7 separate regions of the Mus musculus genome follow, and regions 2, 3, 4, 5, 6 and 7 are each linked to region 1. The links are chromatin contacts, called in public HiChIP or PLAC-seq and promoter capture Hi-C maps. All regions are on one chromosome and are shown on one strand. Each heading gives the region's core, a stretch centred on a gene start, on an enhancer-like site or on the middle of the called end of the contact. The rest is flanking DNA. Distances are from core to core; before and after follow the strand shown.

Region 1 (2,761 bases), core at 16-2,515:
AAGGCTCTGGGAAGGTCTGCTGTATTTAAAGTGTGGGAATTCCCCTCCATCGTACATAGAAAAAATGGTCTAATTACACAGATGACAAATACATGTGTGGAGGCACACAGCACATGCAAAGCCACACTCACACAGACTGACAGGCTGTGAGTCTGATGATGGCAATGAATCTCACAGCCTACTTGGCCCGTGGAAGGATGACTTTCTGTATGCAAATGAAGGGTAGGGGGAAAAAACCCACTCTGCCATTGCAATTAAATAATACAGTATTAAGTCACTGCACGGTCTTGAACGAGGTGTGGCATCAGCAGGACCCGTCTGTGGGTCAGGTCTCTCTTGGAGGGGAATCCACAGTGCCTCGTGATGGCTGAAGTGACGAAATATGAGATTTACGGGCTGAAAGAGGCCCGGTATGCATTCTGATATTGCTTTCTCTAACATACTTTATGACATGACATAAAGATGATACTATCTAAAGTAGCTGATATGTCTCAAACCAAAGAGTAGGACTAGGAATACATCCGCAAGACAGAAAGCCCGTAAGCTTTTTTTTTCTTTTCTTTTCCTAAAAGCTTATCAAGTCCTTACCAGGTTTGTTTTCACACACACACACACACACACACACACACACACACACACACACACACACACACACTCACACACACACACCTTTCCTCTTCTCCTTACAAACTGGAAATCTCTTCGCCATTGGAGTGGTAAAACATCGTGTTACCTTTGTGCTGATCAAACACAGAAGAGGTGCTGAAATCCATGGTAGCCTGTCTCATCGTTTACCATCAGAACGGCAAAAAAAACCCAGTCAGGGCTCTGGAGAGGAGAAAACACCATTTCACACACTGCAGCCAACGTCAGTCAGCTTCAGCATCGTTGGCGTCAGCTCCCGTTGTAGAATTAAGTGTGTGTTAGATCTGCCGGGCGCCTTCAAGGCTACCTTTGCAAAGACATAAAAAACACTCTTTCTGCAGGGGAGGAAGTGTTACTCTCAGAATCCCATTCACCATCAACACTGACGTGTGAGTATTATATACCCTTCCCCCAAGCAGACAGACAAAACATCCCAAACCCTAAAATAAGACAGCCTTCACGGGGGTGCCTGCCTTGGATCTGGGCCAGGAAAATGCTGCAGATCTCAGAGCTTCGGCTGAGGCGACTGGAAGGTCGCTTTAAACCAATAGAAACCTCAATGAGTGAGTGAGATTCACAGGGCCAGACGGAGCATGTGCAAAGCCGCCAGCGCAGACTGCGTGCTGGCTGTTTGTTCTTGGTGGAGTGAGAACTGCATTTGGGTCATGTGAGCAGAGACGGGCCATCTCAGTGGAATAGGATGTAAATATTGTAGCAGGAGGCTGCAGTCCACGTGCCCTGCTGAGTAGTTATGCACTGCTGCTGGGGGTGGGGGGATGGGGGGAGGTTCAGGCTCCCTGCAGTGACCTCCTCCTGTCAGAGAGACTTTGAGGGTGGGCAGTGAAAGGTTGAAGGTCAAGGTTCAAATATCTGTGCAGACTAAATCAAACAGCCTGCAGTCACAAGGCTGTGCCTTACTGCATTCTGCATGAAGCCTGACAAGTCACCAGCCATACTGCTTCGAGAAGCAGTCAAATAAATTCATCCTCTAGGGTTAAAAACCTGAGGGGGAAATCTTGCTCTTATTTGCATACGGTGGTACTGTCTATTGCTAGGGGAAGACATCTGTCTAGTTCGTTTGTGTTTTTACAAAATGAAGACATTTCCTTTGTGGTTTTGGCTTTATATCTATATGTGTGCACACCTGAGCGTGTATATGTCACAGGTCCATCAGGAATCTCTTTTCAGGATCACCTTCCTTGTTTTTTCCAGAGAGAGTCTCTCCCTGACACCCAGGCCTTGTCCGGGTGCCTAGGTTGGCTGGCAGGAAGCCAGGATTCTCCTATCTGTCCTCCAAGAGCCTGGGTGGTGAGTGATAGCACCTGGCTTTTTGTATGTCACTGATCATGGCAACTCCCTTTTCTTTTTAACTAACAGATATTTGATTTTAGACATAGTGCTGGAAATGTTTTCTTTTTTTCCTCTGCGTATGGCTATATTAATACTTTTTTTTTGTAGTACAGAGATTAAACCCAAACATTATATACTAGATAAGTGGTCAACTACTGAACTACACTCTTAGTCTTTACATTTGTTTTGATATAGAATGGTCTAGTCTATGTTCTGTGTTCTTTTGTAGGCAGTTCTCTTTTATCTTTTGACACATATTTTCTACTTGCCTGTCATTTATTTTTCATAAAAAAGGGCCTCACATCTCTATGACAATGCTACCACTCACTAGTAATATCACTCACTCACAAGCACTGTTATTCACCTCACAGAACCATGACTCAGCAGTACTGTTACTATGACTCAGCAGGACTGTTAGTATGACTCAGCAGGACTGTTATTATGACTCAGCAGTACTATTATTTACCCAACAATGTTATTCATCGCTATTCTTTTCCACTTGGGCTCCTTCCTTTCAAAATACTCTGCAGTATTTGATTTAAAAATACAAGCAGAGGCTGGAGAGATAACTCAGTGGATCAAGTTGTTGCTTTAGCATTTTTAGAGTCCAGGATGTGGCAGTTTGACTGTCATCTCAGTGCTGGGGAGGTGGAGACAGGATTTCAGGAGCAAGCTGGATGGCTAGACTAGCAGTGAGCTCTGGATCTGATGGAGGGACTGTGCCTTAATATATAAAGGGTGAGCAATCAAGAAAGACACTCATGTC
Region 2 (3,104 bases), core at 143-2,642, 570 kb before region 1:
CTTTGCCAGGGTAATTGGGTCATGGAGGCAGAGCCTTCCTTAATGGGACCCAGGAGTTGCCATACCATTTGCATTAGAAGTGTGCAGCCAGTTAGTCCTCCTAGAACCTGACTCACACAGGTCTGTCAAAAGCACATTGCTGCTCATAAGTTGTCTGGTCTGTGGTGATGGATTATAGCACCTAAGCACCTATCCTAAGTTAGGGTATAGCCAGTCCACACTACAATTTCTGAAATTATATTTAGTTTCCATTAAATGATATGATACCACATCTGGAAACAGACTGTTGGGCAATGCAGCTGGTTTCTTTCTGTTTTGCCTAATGGCTGACCCTGTTAATAGTGTTATGGTCTCAGGTTCCCCCACTTACCATTTTAAACTGGAGTCAAGGGGTCAGTTATCTGGGGGCTGAGGATGTCTATAGCTCAGTGGTACTTAACTGATATGTGTATGCAGGAGGGGCTAATATGATTTCTAACACTATAAAAGGAGGAAAGCTATTTTTAGAATGGAAAGATAAAAATGTTTAAAGTCTAAATATTTGACCTTTTACTGAAAAACCCCCAAGGCCAGAACAACACTAACAGCCTACTCAACACAAATACACCGAACAAGCTATAGAGATTGATTCACCTACATCTGAGAATGAATCTGGCCAGGAGAAGAGTATAAAGCAGGCATTTGGTCAGGCTTCTCTTGGCATCTCTGCCATTCATGGAGACCCTAATTTACATTTGTCTTTGAGCCATGAGTTCATCACCTGCTCAGTGCTTCTCCCCAGTTTTAAAAGATCTTCAAGAGACATAATGCTAAGTGGTCCAGGGCCAGTGCTCCATGACTACCACCACCAGGCTCAAGGAAGGCACCAGGAAGGGTCAGATAGGCAGGGGCCTGTACCTGGGAGGGGTGAGATAGGTGGGGGCGTGTACCTGGGAAGGCAAGGCTAGTTATGCACTTTTGTGGCAGGAAAGGTGTAACGGATTTTGTTACAAGCCATGATGAAACCTCAATAGGATAGATCCACAAAAAACAAAAACAACAACAAAGCCACCGATACATTTCTCAATGTCTTCTAAAGGCTACTCTGACAGTCATGCAAATCTGCAATCTTTGGAGCCAATCAAATTCAAGGATAGTCACAAAGCAAGAGCAAAGCAGCTCTGCCCTGAGTCCCCTCCAGCGCCGGACTGAGCTCAGGACTGGGCTGCCTGCCAGGGCGCAACAATAGTCAAAGGGCAGGCTCGAGGAGAAATGTTAACTAGAAATTAATATCTAAGTGTCAGGAGTCTTCAGACTTAAAATAACTGTGTCTCCACCCAAACCTGGGACTGACCTATAATGCCAAAATGCCCAAAGAAACAAGATGAGTCGGTACCTCAGGAATGTGGGAGGGAAAGGGCAGGCTGTGTTCTATATAAAGAGGAAAGCCAGGAGCTGCTGTTTGTGCAGGGCTCAACTCAAAGCCTGGCCTCTATACTAATCAAGTAAACAGCTCTACTGTGCCAAGACCATGAAACATCAGGATTTCTCCAGAAATGACTTGGTTTATAAGGAACCTATCTAGACTTTTTTTTTTTTTTTTTTTTTTTATTTATATGAGTACACTGTTGCTGTCTTCACACACACCAGGAGAGGGCATCAGATCTCATTACAGATGGTTGTGATCCACTATGTGGTTGCTGGGAATGGAACTCAGGACCTTTGGAAGAGCAGTCAGTGCTCTTACCCGATGAGCCGTCTCTCCAGCTCCTATCTAGACTTTTATCTCTATGTTAAGTGCACACGTGAGGATAAGAATGTGCATATATATATATTCATATACCATATTGAGGACAAAGTCTATGTTAGTTGTCTTCCCCTATTGCGTTCCACTTGTCTGTTTTATTTCTTGTGTGGGTGTTTTGCCTCCATGTATGCCTGTGTACCATGTGCATGCCTGGTGCCCTTGCAGGCCTTAATGGGATGTTGAGTCTCCTGGGACTAGAGTTACAAACAGTTTGAGCCACTATTTAGGTGACGGGAATCAAACCCTGTCAGGGGATCTGCAAAGCTTAGACCTTAGCAGCCCCTACCAAGGCCTCTACCTCTAAAGCGGTGGTCACTCCATATTTTTCCTACATTGAAATTACAAGAGTTAAAAGTATAAAATACAAAGCATTAATAGTAACCCAAACAGATCCTTAGGTTCATCTGAAGGACAGAGGCACTGATGCTCAGATCGTGAGAACGCCACAGACCCAGCTAGGTCTGGCCCAGCACTTCAAAAGCCAATCCGAGCAGCCCGCAGAGTGCTATGGATAAAGCCCTACGGGTGTTAGCGCCTTGCCCAGCCCAGCCCTCCATGTCCTTGTTAGAGCACAGAACATGGGCTGGTTCCTTGGAACAAGTGCTAAGTTTTCCTAATAAGATAGAGAGAGAACGTTAGAGTGGTGTTCGCTCTTAGCTACTCTGAAATGAACCCCACCTCCCGTGGCAGAGCTATACCAAGGCTTGTCTCAGACAGAAGCTCTGAGACAAACTGCTGAGTCTGGACCCCGTTGCTTCCTCACCAAATTACATTACTGTAAGAGGAAAGAAAGCCTCGCAATTTTCAGAATGCTGGATCCAAAAATTGCCTAGTAACGGCTTGAAGTTGTAGCCCTGAATGTTATATGACACCTGCAATTTTTACACTGTTTTTTTTAAAGTAAACATTTACAGTTGATTATAAATCCTGAGGTCAAATTCACTTTTATGCGCCCACTCAACATGACTCTTCATTGACTGCCTTCCAAAGCTCACACTATCCTGGAACTCACACTCCTCCCAGTGCTAGGTCACATGTGTCACTGTGCCCAACCACAATGGATTTTTTTTCTAATTTTTTAAAAATACTAATGTTGTGACCAAAGGGGCGGAAAAAAAAAAGAATCTACAAATTTACATGCATTACAACTATGTGAAAATCTATTTACAAAGAAAAATAACACAGGACCATCAAGATGCCTCAGCAGGTAAGAGCACTTGCCACCAAGCCCACTAACCTGACCTCAATTCCATGACCCACATGGAGGAAGGAGACAATACTTACAAGCTGTCCTCTGGCTTCCAGAAGTACACACACA
Region 3 (3,130 bases), core at 333-2,832, 640 kb before region 1:
TTCTTAACTCAAGATCTTGGGAATGTTATTCCTACCATGCTTTACAGGATTAACTTCTAGACAGCTTCTAATTTCAGCTCAACTATCACTTTTCATGACTCCTCACCATTGGGGGGAAAAAAACCGAAACAAAACACCCTGCTAAACACTCATGGGCATGCTCTCTCTCTCTCTGAAGCTTAACAACTATAAAGCACGACTGTCTGTGTGATTAGTAAATTAGATTCCTAAGCTGCTCTGGAGCGAAGGTTTCCATTTTTTTCGGTCTTATTATCACCAGTCAGATGCTTGGTATTTATGTATCAATAAGCACATATGCTTGCAAGTTTTTTGTTATAGAAAAAAATTACTGCAAGCAAACAGATCAAACAGAACAAAACAACATATAATTTTGATGTTTTTGAAACTAGCTGAAAGAGTGGCCGTAACTAATCACCTTCAAGTTATCAAATCAATCTGCAGGGTAAGCAAAAAAATGCAAGGATTTGACAAGCATAGAATTTTACTGTAAGTCAATCCAGTGTCCAATGTGTAAAGTGTGGTTATTCTTAGGAAACACTGACTTTTCTGGAACATACAAGGATATTTATGTAGATAGATGCTGAAGAAGACATTAAGATCTGACAGAACATGGAGCTGCATCAAGCCAGAAGCACTTCCCTTAACAACTCTCTTAACTAGCGGAGCGGCTGTTCTGACAGCTCAGAGTGGATTCCTGCTGAACAACAGCAGATGCCATGACTCCGTTCTTAGAAGGAGAAAGAAAAAAAAAAAAGAGTGAGTTAGAAAGGCGAAGCCACGCTGTAACAGAGTTACTTTTGTAACTTTAATGGCCAAAGGCCCTTAGACCGATCTACAAGGCCACCCCACCCACTGCTCAGGTGTGGAAGATGTCTAAGTTTGGATCTCATCAGCTCACGTTGTGAGTCTTTGCTGGACAAGAAGCAGGGTCTGAGGGCAGAAGGCTGGGCACTGGGTCAGGGCTTACCTTGCTTCACTCGGGGCTCCCGGGCGCCGGTGGGGACGGCGGGCGCCGGCCTGGCCACCGGCTTCTTGCTCTGGGCTTCCCCAACAGCTCCGGCCTCTGCACTTCTGGCTCTGGAAGCAGACACGGCGGCCCGCATCGCCGCAGCTCCCGGCGCCTTGTGTTTCTTATTTTTGCCGCCCATGTTTCAGCTGCAGGAGAGTAGTCTTCCAGATCCAGATCCCCGCTGCGGCACAGCAGAAGCCCGAGAGCTCTTCACGTTTGCCGGCTCCCACGCCTCCACCCAGCCTCCTCCATCCGGGCTCCGCGGCTGGGGCTCCGGCTCAATTGGCCCGTGTCCTCAGACTCCGCCTCTCGGCTCCCGGGAGCGAGCGGCATGGCTGCTGTCGTGCGCCACTGGTCGCTAAGTTTTTAGTCATTGAACTGCCGGACTCGCAGTGGTTGGAAGAGAAAAGGGGCAGGACCCAGACTAGAAAGGAGAAAAGTCACGCGGGGCTCAAGGCTCGCTCACTTTTGACTCCTCCGGGCCACCGTCGAGTCCCCCCATTCGGCGTCACTGTAGGGTACGGTCGCGGGGCCTCTTGGGTAGGAGGGAGATTCGGTCTCAGAGTTCCGAAAGATGGCGGATGCTTTCGGGGATGAGCTTTTCAGCGTTTTCGAGGATGATTCGACCTCTGCAGCAGGAGCCAAGAAAGACAAAGAGAAAGAGAAATGGAAGGGGCCACCAGGGTCTGCAGACAAGGCCGGGTAAGGAAAACCTCTGAGCTCTTTTTCTTCTCGTTCTTCTTGTTTTTGATGCCGGTAAAGGAAACACGACTCAGACGAGGAGCACAGAAAGTGTTTGAATGGAGTCAAGAGGCTAAGGAGATTGAGGGGAAAAAAAAAAAAAACCGTTGGGGAGAGAGGAAAGGTTGATTTTGCGGGAGGGAGGGCGGTCTCGGTGTTCGTGCCTGTCCGGCCGCAGCGTGGCTTCCTTAGGCCATGCTTTGGCTGTAACCCCAGCTTAGCAGGCCAGGTACGGCTTTGCTTGCGAGGCGGGGCTTGTCACCCACAAAACCTCTCACATAGTCTTTAAGCAGCGAGGCACTAGATGAGCCAAGGGGGAAGACATGTAGGGGGTTCTTAAACCGCGAAGGCAAATCGCTACCGAAGGAAGAGATTTAATCTCCAAGTTGTAGTTTTCCCAAAATAAATTAATAATAATAATAATAATAATAATAATAATAATAATAATAATAAAGTCAGATTCAGGATATCGCTATGTAAGTTGGGCAGCCCTCGAACTCGAGATCCTCTTATTTCAGGTCCTTAGGGTTGGAATTCCCAGAGTGCCCCTATGACACTCGGTCAAACTAGTTTTCTCTTCCGTTAGCGTTTTACACTTGATGATTGATTCGGTCCGTTATTACATGAGTAGTTGCAAAGTACTGGTTTAAAAAAAAAAAAAAGCTATGTCTTTCTGCTTCTTACCTGGAATCCAGTCATAAATTAATTAATTTAAAAAATCATTGCTCTAGGGCTGAGGACATGGCCAGTGTAAAAGACAGCTTTCTGTTTGAGAATGAGGACCTAGTTTCAAATCTCTAGTACCCACATAAAAAGTGTGAGCACTGTAACCCCAGCACAGTGGGGCACAGAGACAAAAATTGTTGGGCCTGGCTGGTTGCTAACTTAGCCTCTTGGTTGTATAAGTGAGAAACGCTGTCTCAAGGGAGTAATGTAGGATGCTGGAAGTCCTCTGGCCTCCACTGTATGCTCAAGTGTAGGCGCCACACAAAGAAGACACAGAATTTCCCTTATTGTCAGTTACCTTCAGTTCTCAAGTTGAGGAATTTCCTTCACCACACTGACCCTTGGACAAGTCTTTGGAGCATTTTCTTAATTGCTGATTTATGTGGGAGGGCAGCCCAGTGCGCTATGGTGTGTACCTTCCTGGGCAGGTGAGCCTGCACTGGGTGATGGAGCTATAGAAACCCGTGAGCAGCATTTCTGTGGTCTCTGCCTCCGAGTTCCCATTTTCGCTTTTCTGAGTGATGGATTGTAAACACATCAGCTGAATTAAGTCCTTTCCTGTCTAAGTTGCTTGTGGTCAGTGTTTTTATTTATTTTTATTTTGTTATTATTATTATTATTATTATTGTTTTT
Region 4 (3,065 bases), core at 352-2,851, 650 kb after region 1:
AAAATAAATCTTCTCCTCCTCCCCCTCTTCCTCTTCCTCCTCCTTCTCTTCTTCTTCTTCTCTTTCTCTCTCTCTCCCACCCTCCCTCCCTCCCTCCCTCTCTATTTTAAATATTTTTATTTTATGTGTATGAGTGCGTTGGCTGCATGTGTGTATATGCACCACATGCATTCCTAGTGCCAACGAAGTACAGAAGTTGGTGTCAGATCCTCTGGAATTGGAATTACAGATATAAACCATTGTATGTTTGCTAAGAACCAAACCTGGGTCTTCTGGTAGAGCAACCAATGCTCTTAAACAATGAACCATTTCTCTAACCCCTAAGCCCTTCTCTTGGGCCTTTTGACATACCAAGGAAAGAGCAACAGGGAGGGATATTTGAAATTTGCCTTTCTCCCAGAGAACAGAAGGATACTCTGTGTGTCTTCTCTCTGGAGCAGGGACTGTGACTATTCCTGAAAGTCCCACTTAGATTTTGTACTGGCCAAAGGACTTGATTGCAAATGATGGGAAAAGATTTGGAGTCATTAAACTGGAATTTATTATCACAATATCTGAAAAAAACTCAGCCCAAAAAGAAAGGTGGAGTCTCTGGGTCCCCAGCCAAGGTCATGTCAACCTGGTTGGGAACGAGGCAGAGGCAGAGGCAGAGGCAGAGGCAGAGGCAGAGGCAGAGGCAGAGGCAGAGGCAGAGGCAGAGGAAGCAGGTAGATAGATCACTGTGGGTTTGAGGTCAGCCTGCTATACAGATTGAGTTCTAGGCCAGCCAGAGCTACATAATGAGACCCAGTTTTAGAAAGAAAGAAGGAGAGAGAGAGAGAGAGAGAGAGAGAGAGAGAGAGAGAGAGAGAGAGAGAGAGAGGAAGATGAAAGGGTACATTCTAGATTTCCTTTCTGTGGCACTTTGAGAGTTACTGATGTTGGTTGCTTAGCAATGGTGGCGCATAGCTTTAATCTCAGGGCTCAGGAGGCAGAGGCAGGTGGATCTCTGTGAATTCAAGGTCAGCCTGATCTACAGAGCAAGTTCCGGAACAGCCAGGGCTGCACAGAAAAACCATCATGGAAAAACAAACAAACATGAGAATTACTAATATAAAACTGCAGTTCTCTCTGCTTTCAACTTTCCCGTAGCTTGGATCTACTTTTTATTTGAAAGTTACCAAATCAAACTAAACCAAGATGAAAACAGAAAACAAGAACAAAAACCAAAGGACTTATTTTTTTGGCTCTGTCCATGACCCTCTGATCCAAGCCATGTACATAAAGCCACAGGTGAGATGACTGTCAGTGGGGTTTAATTTATGCACACAGGAGGCAGCTGGTGAATCTGAAGGCACAAAATAGAGTTTAAGCCTGAATGAGGAGCACATTATGCAAAAGAGCCCAGTACATGATTGGTTTGTGACCCTTCATTTACTCAATAAATATTTACTGTGTGTCTGTCAGTATAGGATTTGGGGTGATAAGACAGACACTACCTACCTCCTCATGAAATGTACTGTGAAGTTAAGGAGATAAATAATTACAAACGATTGGAGAAGTGACTGTTTGGCTGTGGTGACAGTAATTACCACAAAGGAAGTGTGTACAGTGGGGTCTGAGATTGCACAAGCGGCACCTACCGCCAGCTCGTTTTCTTTGTCTCAGGCCTTCGGTATTTGCATATAGTATTAATCTGTACTTTGTTAAGCTTGCCCCTTACCTACTGCGCTAGCTTTATCTGTTCAGTCCACCCTCTTCTCCTAGGTTCTGGTGAATGACCAGGCTTGTGTTACTGCCATGAATCCAGAGTTTACAATGTTCAAAACTACCTTGCTATGCTGCATCTTGCCCTGGGCAGAGCTGGTTACGAGAGTTATGACTCTGGATAATCCAGAGAATATTCTCCTGATTCCCTTCACTTCCAAAGTGGATCTGCATTTTCTCTATGATGCAATAAGAGAGACCTCCGTTAAATCAGTGATTCATGGTCCACTCCTGTCCAGAACATTCTCTATTCCTGTCATGGGCAGTGCAGGAATTTTCATAGCCCCACTGAGACGGTGCCTATATTGGTTCATTTTCTGTATCTATAACAAAATGCCAGAAGTCGGTCATTTATAAAATAAAGAATTTTATCTGTTACCCAGTCCTGGGAGTTCAATGGCACAATGCTGGCATCAGCTGAGCTCTAGTGGTGGATAGCATCCAATTGTATGGGGTGTGGGCAACATTGCATGGCATGTTTATCTATAACATATCTCTCAAAAGGATTAACCAGGGAAGGCTAGTGAGATTGATCATAGGTTAAGAGCACTGGCTGGGCTGGTGAGATGGCTCAGTGGGTAAGAGCACCCGATTGCTCTTCCAAAGGTCCGAAGTTCAAATCCCAGCAACCACATGGTGGCTCACAACTACCCGTAATGAGATCTGATGCCCTCTTCTGGAGTGTCTGAAGACAGCTACAGTGTACTTTACATATAATAAATAAATAAGTAAATTAAAAAAAAAGAGCACTGGCTCCCCTTGTACAGGACCTGGTCTCAGTTCCCCAATATGTTCATGACTCCTCATAACTGTCTGTAGCTCCAATCCCAGGGGATCTGACACTCTTTTCTGGCCTCTACTGGCAAGGTACACATGTGGCCTATAGACATAGCTGCAGGCCAAACGTCAATACAAATAATAAATAAATATTTTTTTAAAAGAATGAGCCAGGTTTTCCTGAGAAGCACATTGGTCTTTTCTGAGGGACATGTCCCCATTTGCTTCCCACGGGACCTTCCTTACATTAGAGGCTGTGTATCATACCCTCACGCTAAGGTAGTGTAGAATCTTCACCTGCCCAACACATGGGCCTTTAGGAGACACTCTCAAACTGTATGCACACTGTGGCAATCCCTCAGAAGAAATGCTAATTGTCAGGCTTTGGATCTGCTACAGTCTCCTCATTTTGAAAGCATCAACTTTTCCTCAAACACACATGGCCGAGTATCTACAGTCCCGACAAGCGGAGATGGTGCCTACAATCTGGCCTTGATTTTCACCTTCTCGTTTTTTTTTCTTTCAGCTTCGTTTATGAGCAA
Region 5 (2,997 bases), core at 37-2,536, 750 kb before region 1:
TGCATTTTAAAAGGCCAGCTATATATTTGATTTCAAGCGTCACTGATTGAATATAGAAAAATGTATGTTATCTAGAAAAATATTCAAATGGTGAGATTTTAGCTAATAATCTAAATTTAAAAGCATGTGGGCTATTTGGTGTAAAGAGAAGTAAGTGGTGCTAGAGATGTGAGTCAGATGAGGATTTAACTTTTTCATCCATTAAAGAAAGTACAGGAGCTGGAGAGATGGCTCAGCGGCTGAAAAGAGCACTGGCTGCTCCTCCAGAGAACACAGATTAGATTCTCAACACCAACAGGGCGGCCCCCAAAAGCCTGAAACTCCAGTTCCAGGCGATCAGAAGCCCTCTTCTGAGCTCCGCGGACACCACGCACACACGTGATGCACAGATATAAGTGCAGGTAAATAAACACAAGGTAATAAAAATGAGTTTCAAAAGAACACTCTTTTAAAAAGAACTGCAAGCTTTGGGTTAGAGCTTTAAGGGGCAGAAATACTATATTGGATCCAGCTTTTAGTAGCTGTCTTGAAGACACCTCCTTATCCACCAGATGGCACTATTTCCACGTCTTTGCATGCTTCTGAGTGCAGCAGAGGGTAGTGCAGCTAGCAACTGTTGGGATAAAGTTCTAACAGCCAGCTAGCAATGCACTGCCTGCCTGACACACCCACACTTCATCCTCTGTGGAGCCGGACACTGGGAAGCGCCCGCTAAGCAGGTATAAGTAGCTACATCAGTTGTGAGAATCCATTTCTTAAGTCTTCAGATTCTGTAAAGGTTTTTAATTTGTATTAATTCTCCCATAATTCCTGCAAATGCCTTCTATAGCAAGAATTAATTTGCTCGAGATCAGAATGAAGACAGAAGGGCAAGCCCAGAAAACTCACCTTGGGGGAACCTTGATTTCGCTGCTGCTTCATGCCGTTGGCGAGCACCCGCATGATGTTCTCCTTTGGAAATAGATTAACATAAGAAGGGAGAAAACTCTAGGAAAATCGTCACGGAGAGTGGGGAATTGTTTTGAATCCTGGGTTTGCTGATTCACTCATTCTTTCTAAAGCAACCAGGTATCTCCAGAACTTAAATTTCACACCGTTCAAAATTTAAACTAGGCTGTAGAATTTCATGGCATCTTTTGGTCCTTACTGGGTATTACAAACCGTACCTTCTGCAAGAAGCCCCATGGGAGGGTTGGGTCAAGAAAGAAAAGGATGGTACGCACCCACAACATCTCTTCTTCCGTCCGGATCTTCCTCCGGGCGGTGCGTTGCAGTTTCCACTCCATCTCCGAGTGAGTGCGCTGTTCCTGGACGCCTTGCCTCTCCCCCTCAGGGGCTAAGCAGGACCACGACTTCCCAAACCGCTAGCCTCGTCCCCCTAAACCCATCAAACCTGCCCTCCTACCCCCGAGACCCTCGCTCCTCCCACAGCTCCTGGAGCGTATTCCCCAGGGTAACCTTTAAAAAGCCCGCGGGGCGGCAATCAAAGCGGGAACCTCCTTCCGTCGGTCCCGCCACAGGCCAGCGCCTCGATGACGTCAAGTCTGGGGTGTCGGGGTGCTCGCTCGGGTCCCGCCCTCCTACCCGCGCCCCCGCACTGGGCCTCCCGAGCGGCGCGCGCCGCAGCGCCAAGCTTTGCCGCGAGCAGTGGCGGGCCTGAGCCTCCTGCCCGAGCCCGCAGGAGGTGCGGAGTCGGCGGGTAGAGAAGCGGGGTTTTTGGAGTTCACTGTTGTTTTCAAAAGCAAAAACGTTTCGTCCTAACTGACTCTAATCCTTTTTTTCCGTTCCCCTCTCCTTTTCTTCAACCCCACCCTGATTATCAAATTTGGACGCGTGCAGTAATTCTCACCCTTCTGTTTACTGCTTAGTGATAATCGCTTGTGAAAATTCCTGAACGTAAACATGTCTCTCAATGAGCATGTTAACTCCTCTGTCTTCAAACTCAAACTCAAAAAAGGGGGGGGGGGTGTCTAGGCTGCCGAGAAATGCGTTGACATTTCCAATTAATAAATTATCCGCACTGTCCACTTGGGGAATTGGGGAACTGGCCAAGTTCTCTTGCTGGATCTTGGGAGCTACTTCATAAGCAGGAAGTTTGTGAGAGAGGGAAAGAGCCAAGGAAAGCCAGTGAGACAGCTGACCAGGCCTAGGACTGGATCGATCATGAAATTGCTCGAGGGTCTGGAGGGACCTGGAGACGACTGACAGACAGGGAGCCAGATGGGCTGCTCAGCCTTGCCTGCCCATCTGAGCTGCCAAGGCAAGCTGGGCCATATGGCAGGAGACTAAACTGTCTGAGCAACCTAGGAGGTCCAGCAGCCAGGTTCTCTGCTCCCAGGTCCCCATCCCAAAGTGACAGCAGATTGCATTTTAACTCTAATAAGTTGTTTTGTGCATGCTGGGGCTAGGAGATTCAAACTGCTCAATAACTTAAGCCCACTCTAGTACGTCTGAAAATTCAAGAAATACCGGCTTCGTAGCAACCCAGCTCCCAGTGTTCCAATGACAACGGTTGAAAATGTGTGCTGGTAACCCCACATGAGATTTGTCAGAATGCTTGTATTAGAATATCTTTCTTACCCCACAAGAATGCTACTTTTCTTGCAGTGTGATCAAATGCTTACTCATTCCAAGCCCCAGGAAATCCCTTCTGCAAGCATTAAGACTCAAAGTGAACCATCTTTGCATGAGTCAGGTATATTGTTTAATGGCCAGTTGGAGAATGTCAACCAAAACAAGCAATGTATTAAAAACATGAGATTATTTTTATCTGTTTGTGTGTGTGTGTGTGTGTGTGTGCATTTACCCATTTTGTCAGAACAAGGAAGTAATTTTAAAGACAACTTTTAGAATCTAGGGTCTAGGACTCCCTGGATTATCTGCTCACAGCCATCAGTCACACATTTTTAAAGTACATTTTAGACACTCATTCACAGATACACAACTCCCAAATGCACTTTTCCTTCTTATGTGAAGCAGGGAAATATTAGCCAAGGA
Region 6 (2,771 bases), core at 223-2,722, 710 kb before region 1:
CTGTTTGGAATCACTCTGAGTTCTCCCCAAGGTTGTAAAAGCCTGGGAGTGGAGTCCTTAGAAATGTTACTCAACTAATACCTCGCGGTGCTCACAAATTCAGCAGAGTTCTTCTGTAAGGGGCCTGTTCCAGTGGGCTTAATGGTCCCAGCACTTGTTGTTAGAAAACTGGAAGTACCTCTTCCTGTGGATTTATCCTTCACCTGGATAAGACTACCTGTCCTTCTGGACACTTCATGTCCCACCAAAGAAGCATCAAGCCCTTGGCTTCTAAGGCACCAGAGCTGAGAGGTGCCTCTGACTGGGATGTGTCAGCGATGGCAAGATGTGGAAATTGGATGAGTTAAGATGACATATTTAGAAGGAAGGGGAGGGGGAGTCTCTCTTCCTCAAGACGGCAAGAAACTAGAATTTTGCGGCGAGCAGAATAAGATTTTTTAAGCAGCCAGATGCCCAACGTCCATCTCTGAAGATGGACCGTTTTCCACTAGCTTGTTTACAGAGTCCTTTGTCCGTTTCCCCCAGTGACTTCCATACTTCTTTAGTACCCATGAAATACAAATGGTTCCCGAGGGCCTGGAAGTGGGTGACAAACAAGACAGTTATTCTATTCACAGCTCCTCGGCCCACCAGCTCCAAATTGCCTTGTTCATATGAATGACAAGGGGCCCTGCAGTAAATGTCAGCCAGACCGGCTCTGGAAACGAGAACTTAAGCACATACTACAAGGGAGGGGAAAATTGGGGTCTAGGAGGTTTGGCTTGCTGCACTCTGCTCAATGCACCTGTGCTCCCAGTCCATCTTGAGACCTTTGAGGAAATAAACCCATCAGTTTTCTGGTTGGGTGGTTGGGTCGATAGTTGGCTGTGATCCGCTCAAGGGAAAGAGTACCTGCGACGCGGACGAATCACCACTAGGAGACGCTTCGGTTCCGAGCAGCGAGGTGCAGTCGGCGAGGTCCTGCAGGTCTATGGTTGTGAGAGCTGCGCGGGGGAGATCGGGAGACAGGCACCCAGCGAACCCTAAGCCTCTGCCAGGTCGCCACCAGGACCCTCAGTGAGGACCTCGGAACCAGGGGGAGAAGGGGCTGCGGACCGTGTGCGCGTCACCCACCCGGCATGGATAATCGGGTTGTGCAGGTGCCTCGGGGCTCACCTGGCAGTGGGGCGGGCTCTGCGTCCGGAGGGTCCTCGTACACCGCCACCGGGCTGCCGCCACCGCATCCCGAAAAGGACTTCCACGAAGGAACGAACTGGCCAGGCACAGAAACGGGGGATGCACATGGTCAGCGTTCGGAGCGCCGGGCTGGCAGACTCTCCCAGAGCCAGGACCACAGCGGGAGGATCCCCACCTTCCTCTCCGGCTTCCCGGGCTTGCCGAGGGTCCGCCGCGACAGGTCCAGCATCCTGTTGGGGCAGATGCTGTCGAAGGCCCGGCGTCCGGCTGCGCTGCCCTCGCACGCTTGCATCCTGGGATGAAGACCCACACCCAGTGCCGCGGCACCTGTCGGTGCCTGAGGCGGGCGACGGCGCGTGGAAGGGGCAGAGAGGGAGGGCCTGGAGGACAAGGGCTGTGCGGGAGGGGCGGCTCGCGCCTGAGCGCCAGAGGTGGCGCCTTCAGCCCGGGACAATCTGCGCGCGGGCGGAGGCGTTAACCAACCTGGCAACCTGGCTTCCCCCGGGAGCTGTGAGCGCGGGGCCCGGGCCCGCGAGCGCCCTTTGGCGCCGCGGCATCTTGGCCGCGCCAGGCGAAAGGGGGCGGGGATAGGAGAGAGAGCGCAGATGCCACCACCGGTCCCTAGCCTTCCAGTTTGCGGACCGCGGGGATGAGAAAAGTTAGCAATTCTTTGATTTTCTTCTTCCCACTCTAAAGACAAAGCATACAATAAATGTGGAGTGACCGTCGCCAGACTCCCGGAATTTGCCTATCAGGTTCTAGTAGGGAAATAAAGGGTTCTCCCAGGTCAGCCTCTAGATTACAGAAACTGCCCTTAAATCTGAACAGTACTTTGGATTTTGACGTATGGATTTCATTTGATCTCTCATTCTCGCCTACTGCCAAAGCTCTGCTCTGTACTCTAGCCTTGTAACTTTCCCGGAAATGGTGGTGCCTAAGCACATCTTTTTTTAAGGATCAAGAAAAGTGACAGTACTGAAGCAGAGTACTGAAGCCAGTTTGAATCTAGCTTGAGCTGCGTGCTGGCTCATAGGCCAACCTGCGCTAAAAGTGTGTCTCAGGGAGGAAAAAAAGAAAAGGAGAGGATAGGAGAGGGGAGGGGAGGGGAGGGGAGGGGAGGGGAGGGGAGGGGAGGGGAGGGAACGAACATTTATTCCAGTATCTGAAAAACCCTACTGTGGACATTTGCAAATCCCCTAAAATTCTGGTGGCTTCGCTGACTATCTCAGCATTTGGCTGTCTTCTTTACAGCTGGCCTCTCCTCCTACACAGATCTCTTCAAGTCAATTCTCTCCCAGGAAGAAGCATCTTCCAGAATCTGAGTCTACTAGAAAAAGACATCTCTCAGAATAGAGCATCTTTGGATGAAGGGACCTTTTGGGGGACCACCCAGATCAGTCCAATGTAAACAAGCATCTGAAATAGAAATTTGTGTACCTTTCTGCTGGGCACCTTGCTCTTGCCCTATATCAAGTAATATATGTGAAAGACCTTTTGATTTGCACCCATTAGCTGAATTAAGAATCAATATATTCTTAGCAGTGGTGGATAATGGGTGAAAAGACTTAGAGACACCTATTTATAAGAACTGAGTT
Region 7 (3,228 bases), core at 647-3,146, 720 kb before region 1:
CCCACTCATATCCTCTCTCCTTCTTAAATAATTCACCGAGTCTAATTTGTGCTATCCATATGCTTGGAGATGTGGAACATGTAGACCTACTAGGAGCCACCCTTAAAGAACACCAACTCTCCCTGCCCCACTAGCCAACAGCTGTCATTAACACCCCATTATTTCCACATACCCCATTATTTCCATTATTTTCACTTTATGTATTCTCCCCCAACAGACATCTTGGCAGCTTCTAAACGGTGGCAACTATGAATCCAGACACTAAATATCTGTGTGGAGATTTTGTATGGATATCTGAATGAGAGTGATGGTTGTATCTGAGATGCATCTCCATGCACACAGCATACACATGGTCACTCTAAGCGCCAGGCAGAGTTTCAGGGAAGTGGTTTCCTGGGGTCATGCCCTGAGGCAAGGTTCCAATTATCCTCGGGATGGGTTGTTGTATGGAAGTTTCCACAAGGCAGACTCTCTGAACATACCGTGTGATGTAAACAGGTTGTCTGGTGGCTCCTTTAAAAAAAAAAAAAAGATTGATTTATTTATTTATGTATGTATATGAGTGCACTGTAGCTGTATTTAGACATCTGAGGACAGATCTCATTACATATGGTTGTGAGCCATCATGTGGTTGCTGGGAATTGAACTCGGGTGCTCTGGAAGAGCAGACAGTGCTCTTAACTGCTGAGCCACCTCTCCAGCCCTGTCTGGCAGCTCCTTGTTGTGCAGAAGTTACAACAAGCCCACATGAGGAACCTGATGAACACACGTGGCCATTGGCAGTGATGGGGCCAGCGGCAGTGAGGACATGAGTGACGAAGGTGTATCCATCATCTGGTCATCCTTGTCCAAACCGCCGTGTGCTTGTTGTAGCAAGCTTCATGGTCCTGTTGTGGTTCTGGTGTGGTTACTTCAATAACAGTGCCTTCCTTCTTCCTACTGACAACACCATTTCTGGTAGGATCGTGGAAGCTGGAAATAAAGGTGATGGGCTTGTTATCCTTCCATAGCATGCGTGCTACACTGTCCCAGCACAGAAGGCCAACTATGCTCCTGCTTTCTTCAGTGATAATGACCTAGAATGTTCACTGGCCCTTTATCATCCACACTGAAGCTTAGATCCACAGTTGGTGCCACAAAGTTCCTAGTCTGTTGTGTCCGGCCAGCAGACCACAACCTGGGTTCTAGCCTGGAAAGGCATTTTGGAAACCTGGAAGAGAAGAGGGGCTAGGTGGCGAGAGAAAGGAATGTAGCCAAGACAGTTACTCTGATCAAGGCTCAAATTTTATTGTTGCGACACTAGTTATGAAGGAAGGGGGAGGGGACCCGATTCCCGCCAAATAATCTCTGGTCCAGTAAAAAGGTGCACGTGTGGCTCCGCAGGTTCCAGCAGTGGGCGTGGCAGACCGAATGAGCAGGAAGCTCCACCCCTGAGCAAGCAGGTTTCAGGCTGGGGGAGGGGAGACTACACTAGTCCACCCCTCCTCGATGGCACCAGAATCTCCCTCTCACTTGGTTGAGGGCCACGGGCAGTCCCCACCCACCCCCACCCCCACCCCCACCCCTGGCTTCCAACACCCTGTCTTTCATTTTCAGAATCACCACTTTCACTTTTACTCAGTGCTTCATCAAGGAAGTTGTCACTTAAATCAGAAAGAGAAAGGAACTCCTTGCTAAATGCTCCCTCATCAGACGCAGAATTCTGTAAGATATCTGTCACTTGTTGAACTGAGTAGCGAGTTGACCATTTGCCTGCTGAAGCGCTCAGCTCATCAATTGCTCGCTTCATGGTCTATCCCGTCCCCCAAATCACTTCAAAATACAACCAAAACAGACATTCTCAATAGGCAGCCGTTTGCAGTCAGCTGACGTCACGCTAGTGCGAGACTTAACAGATTGGGTGTTATTTTTAGCTCTTAGCAACAAGGCATCTATTTCTACCATGCCAGAAACTCGGTATTGTAGACATTTACATCATTCCCATCCAGTAGGGTTAAATGAGTTATCAGTACATGAAAAGTTCCAGAAGAGACATAAATGCATATTACTAAGGGAAAGGAGCTGAATGTGTGAGGCTAGGCTGTATGACTTCAATTTCATAAAGTTATGGAATATGTACAACCATGAAGACAGTGGAGAAACAGAGATTATTGAAGATTGGAGGGGCGGAGGGATTAGTAAATACCTCACAAGAGCTTGGCCAGGGCTCTGAACCACTCTGTATACTACGGTACTTGGAGAGAGCTGTCAGAATGCATTTGCTCCAAACCCGTGCACAGTGCTGAGCAAGAACTTGAGATGGTAACAGGGATTTGCCAGTTGCAGCAAATGTGTCTCTCTGATGGGAGAACCAGACAATGGGAGAGGCTGCACACATGTCTGGAGTGCGGAGATACACGGCGCTGCTCTGCCTATACCTTCCACTGACTTTTACTATGAATTCAAAATTACTATAAAGCTCACACACTTTTTAATCTCTCTCTCTCTCTCTCTCTCTCTCTCTCTCTCTCTCCCTCTCCCTCTCTCTCTCTCTCTCTGACACACACACACCAGGAAAAGAGAATTTGATTTTTTTAAAGCTATATAAACAGTGTAATTAATATCATAAAGTCTCTGACTCTTAAATTTTTCCTTTTAAGATGACTTTGTATAGCAAGGGCCACTGTGTTGGTATAGATGGGAACTACTGTTGATTGTCTCTAGGGCTTTGAAGTCACTGAGGAAAAACAATATTTCAGTGAAGCACCAACACTTTGCCACTCAGTCGGTAAAACAGCTCCTACATTTTGCACAGGAGAAGGAGGAAGGGCTGTGTGTCAACTAGTTGCCGATGTCTGTCCTGCCAGTGTCCGTCCTACGTCCTTCCACAGCCCACAAACCAACTGTGCATTTGTGTGAAGGATCTTACTTGCTTCTCTCAGGCAAGTTCAGTTCTTCTAAGCTTGAGGGCTCAGTTCACTGGAGTCACTAGCTGGAACACAGATATTACTCATCGCCAAAGTTTTATTTTACCAAGTTGTGGATCTCCTCTGAGACTCATCAAAATTGCTACTCATCAAAATCTTTCAGCCCCTCAGTCCTAAGTGTAGTTTTCTCAAAAAAAAAAAAAAAAAAAAAAAAAAAGAAAAGAAAAAAACAAAAACCCAAAAAACAATAGACTCTGTGATGGGCTTGGCTTGCACCCAGAATCTCTGGAATCTGACAAGGCAGCAACAACAGAAAAGATGC

Evidence for each region. Promoter capture Hi-C pulls out the DNA fragments that hold promoters and counts their contacts. HiChIP or PLAC-seq counts read pairs in DNA pulled down with a chosen protein or histone mark.
Region 2: a promoter capture Hi-C map of trophoblast stem cells shows a contact between it and region 1, with 3 times the contacts expected there. The contact joins the enhancer-like site here to the promoter of Ankrd55 in region 1. A contact is called at or near these places in 11 of 39 promoter capture datasets (the 3T3-L1 cell line, the C10 cell line, the HPC-7 cell line and 6 more), 4 of 484 Hi-C or Micro-C datasets (the HL-1 cell line, bone marrow-derived macrophages and embryonic stem cells), 1 of 115 datasets of contacts at active chromatin or transcription factors (embryonic stem cells) and 2 of 9 other capture datasets (adipose tissue and macrophages).
Region 3: a contact with region 1 is called in an H3K27ac HiChIP or PLAC-seq map of embryonic stem cells, with 4 times the contacts expected there. The contact joins the promoter of Mtrex here to the promoter of Ankrd55 in region 1. A contact is called at or near these places in 11 of 39 promoter capture datasets (the 3T3-L1 cell line, 3T3-L1-derived adipocytes, the C10 cell line and 6 more), 2 of 484 Hi-C or Micro-C datasets (B cells and regulatory T cells), 1 of 115 datasets of contacts at active chromatin or transcription factors (embryonic stem cells) and 1 of 9 other capture datasets (pancreatic islet).
Region 4: a contact with region 1 is called in a promoter capture Hi-C map of hematopoietic stem and progenitor cells, with 2.7 times the contacts expected there. The contact joins the enhancer-like site here to the promoter of Ankrd55 in region 1. A contact is called at or near these places in 14 of 39 promoter capture datasets (the 3T3-L1 cell line, the HPC-7 cell line, the SN4741 cell line and 9 more), 1 of 115 datasets of contacts at active chromatin or transcription factors (large pre-B cells) and 4 of 9 other capture datasets (adipose tissue, embryonic stem cells, liver and 1 more).
Region 5: a promoter capture Hi-C map of liver shows a contact between it and region 1, with 5 times the contacts expected there. The contact joins the promoter of Cdc20b here to the promoter of Ankrd55 in region 1. A contact is called at or near these places in 12 of 39 promoter capture datasets (the 3T3-L1 cell line, 3T3-L1-derived adipocytes, the HPC-7 cell line and 6 more), 4 of 15 datasets of contacts at CTCF or cohesin (embryonic stem cells, large pre-B cells, pro-B cells and 1 more), 19 of 484 Hi-C or Micro-C datasets (B cells, CD4 T cells, the CH12 cell line and 6 more), 7 of 115 datasets of contacts at active chromatin or transcription factors (CD8 T cells, T-cell acute lymphoblastic leukemia, embryonic stem cells and 1 more) and 1 of 9 other capture datasets (embryonic stem cells).
Region 6: an H3K4me3 HiChIP or PLAC-seq map of stem cell-derived neural progenitor cells shows a contact between it and region 1, with 6 times the contacts expected there. The contact joins the promoter of Mcidas here to the promoter of Ankrd55 in region 1. A contact is called at or near these places in 5 of 39 promoter capture datasets (3T3-L1-derived adipocytes, the C10 cell line, the HPC-7 cell line and 2 more), 3 of 115 datasets of contacts at active chromatin or transcription factors (embryonic stem cells and stem cell-derived neural progenitor cells) and 1 of 9 other capture datasets (embryonic stem cells).
Region 7: a promoter capture Hi-C map of hematopoietic stem and progenitor cells shows a contact between it and region 1, with 2.4 times the contacts expected there. The contact joins the enhancer-like site here to the promoter of Ankrd55 in region 1. A contact is called at or near these places in 11 of 39 promoter capture datasets (the 3T3-L1 cell line, 3T3-L1-derived adipocytes, the C10 cell line and 7 more).

What each region holds. Positions count from the first base shown.
Region 1 is chr13:112,286,955-112,289,715 of GRCm38.p6, reverse strand. Ankrd55 (ankyrin repeat domain 55) reads right to left here and starts at 1,265. Exons shown (of 11, transcript NM_029898.3): 1 at 734-1,265. The coding sequence starts at 788.
Region 2 is chr13:112,860,304-112,863,407 of GRCm38.p6, reverse strand. All of the region lies in intron 4 of Plpp1 (phospholipid phosphatase 1), which reads right to left. Among named protein-coding and RNA genes, the nearest start is that of Plpp1, 61 kb to the right of the region's middle. Within about 2 kb of position 1,392, at least 59 of the 459 cell types and tissues checked have an H3K27ac peak or open chromatin away from gene starts, as enhancers often do. A contact at or near this core is called in the HL-1 cell line, adipose tissue and trophoblast stem cells, where this site is marked.
Region 3 is chr13:112,925,832-112,928,961 of GRCm38.p6, reverse strand. It overlaps Mtrex (Mtr4 exosome RNA helicase), which reads left to right and starts at 1,582. Exons shown (of 27, transcript NM_028151.2): 1 at 1,582-1,732. The coding sequence starts at 1,605. Dhx29 (DEAH (Asp-Glu-Ala-His) box polypeptide 29) reads right to left here and starts at 1,282. Exons shown (of 27, transcript NM_172594.3): 1 at 989-1,282. The coding sequence starts at 1,169.
Region 4 is chr13:111,639,012-111,642,076 of GRCm38.p6, reverse strand. All of the region lies in intron 3 of Gm15286 (a long non-coding RNA gene), which reads right to left. Among named protein-coding and RNA genes, the nearest start is that of Mier3, 46 kb to the left of the region's middle. Within about 2 kb of position 1,601, at least 60 of the 459 cell types and tissues checked have an H3K27ac peak or open chromatin away from gene starts, as enhancers often do. A contact at or near this core is called in the HPC-7 cell line and hematopoietic stem and progenitor cells, where this site is marked.
Region 5 is chr13:113,033,668-113,036,664 of GRCm38.p6, reverse strand. Cdc20b (cell division cycle 20B) reads right to left here and starts at 1,286. Exons shown (of 12, transcript NM_001281487.1): 1 at 1,224-1,286; 2 at 889-951. The coding sequence starts at 1,286. It overlaps Mir449c (microRNA 449c), which reads right to left and starts at 682; the gene lies at 574-682.
Region 6 is chr13:112,992,569-112,995,339 of GRCm38.p6, reverse strand. Mcidas (multiciliate differentiation and DNA synthesis associated cell cycle protein) reads right to left here and starts at 1,472. Exons shown (of 7, transcript NM_001037914.3): 1 at 1,352-1,472; 2 at 1,156-1,252; 3 at 892-983. The coding sequence starts at 1,468.
Region 7 is chr13:113,011,914-113,015,141 of GRCm38.p6, reverse strand. No RefSeq gene overlaps it. Among named protein-coding and RNA genes, the nearest start is that of Mcidas, 20 kb to the right of the region's middle. Within about 2 kb of position 1,896, at least 103 of the 459 cell types and tissues checked have an H3K27ac peak or open chromatin away from gene starts, as enhancers often do. A contact at or near this core is called in hematopoietic stem and progenitor cells, liver and pre-B cells, where this site is marked.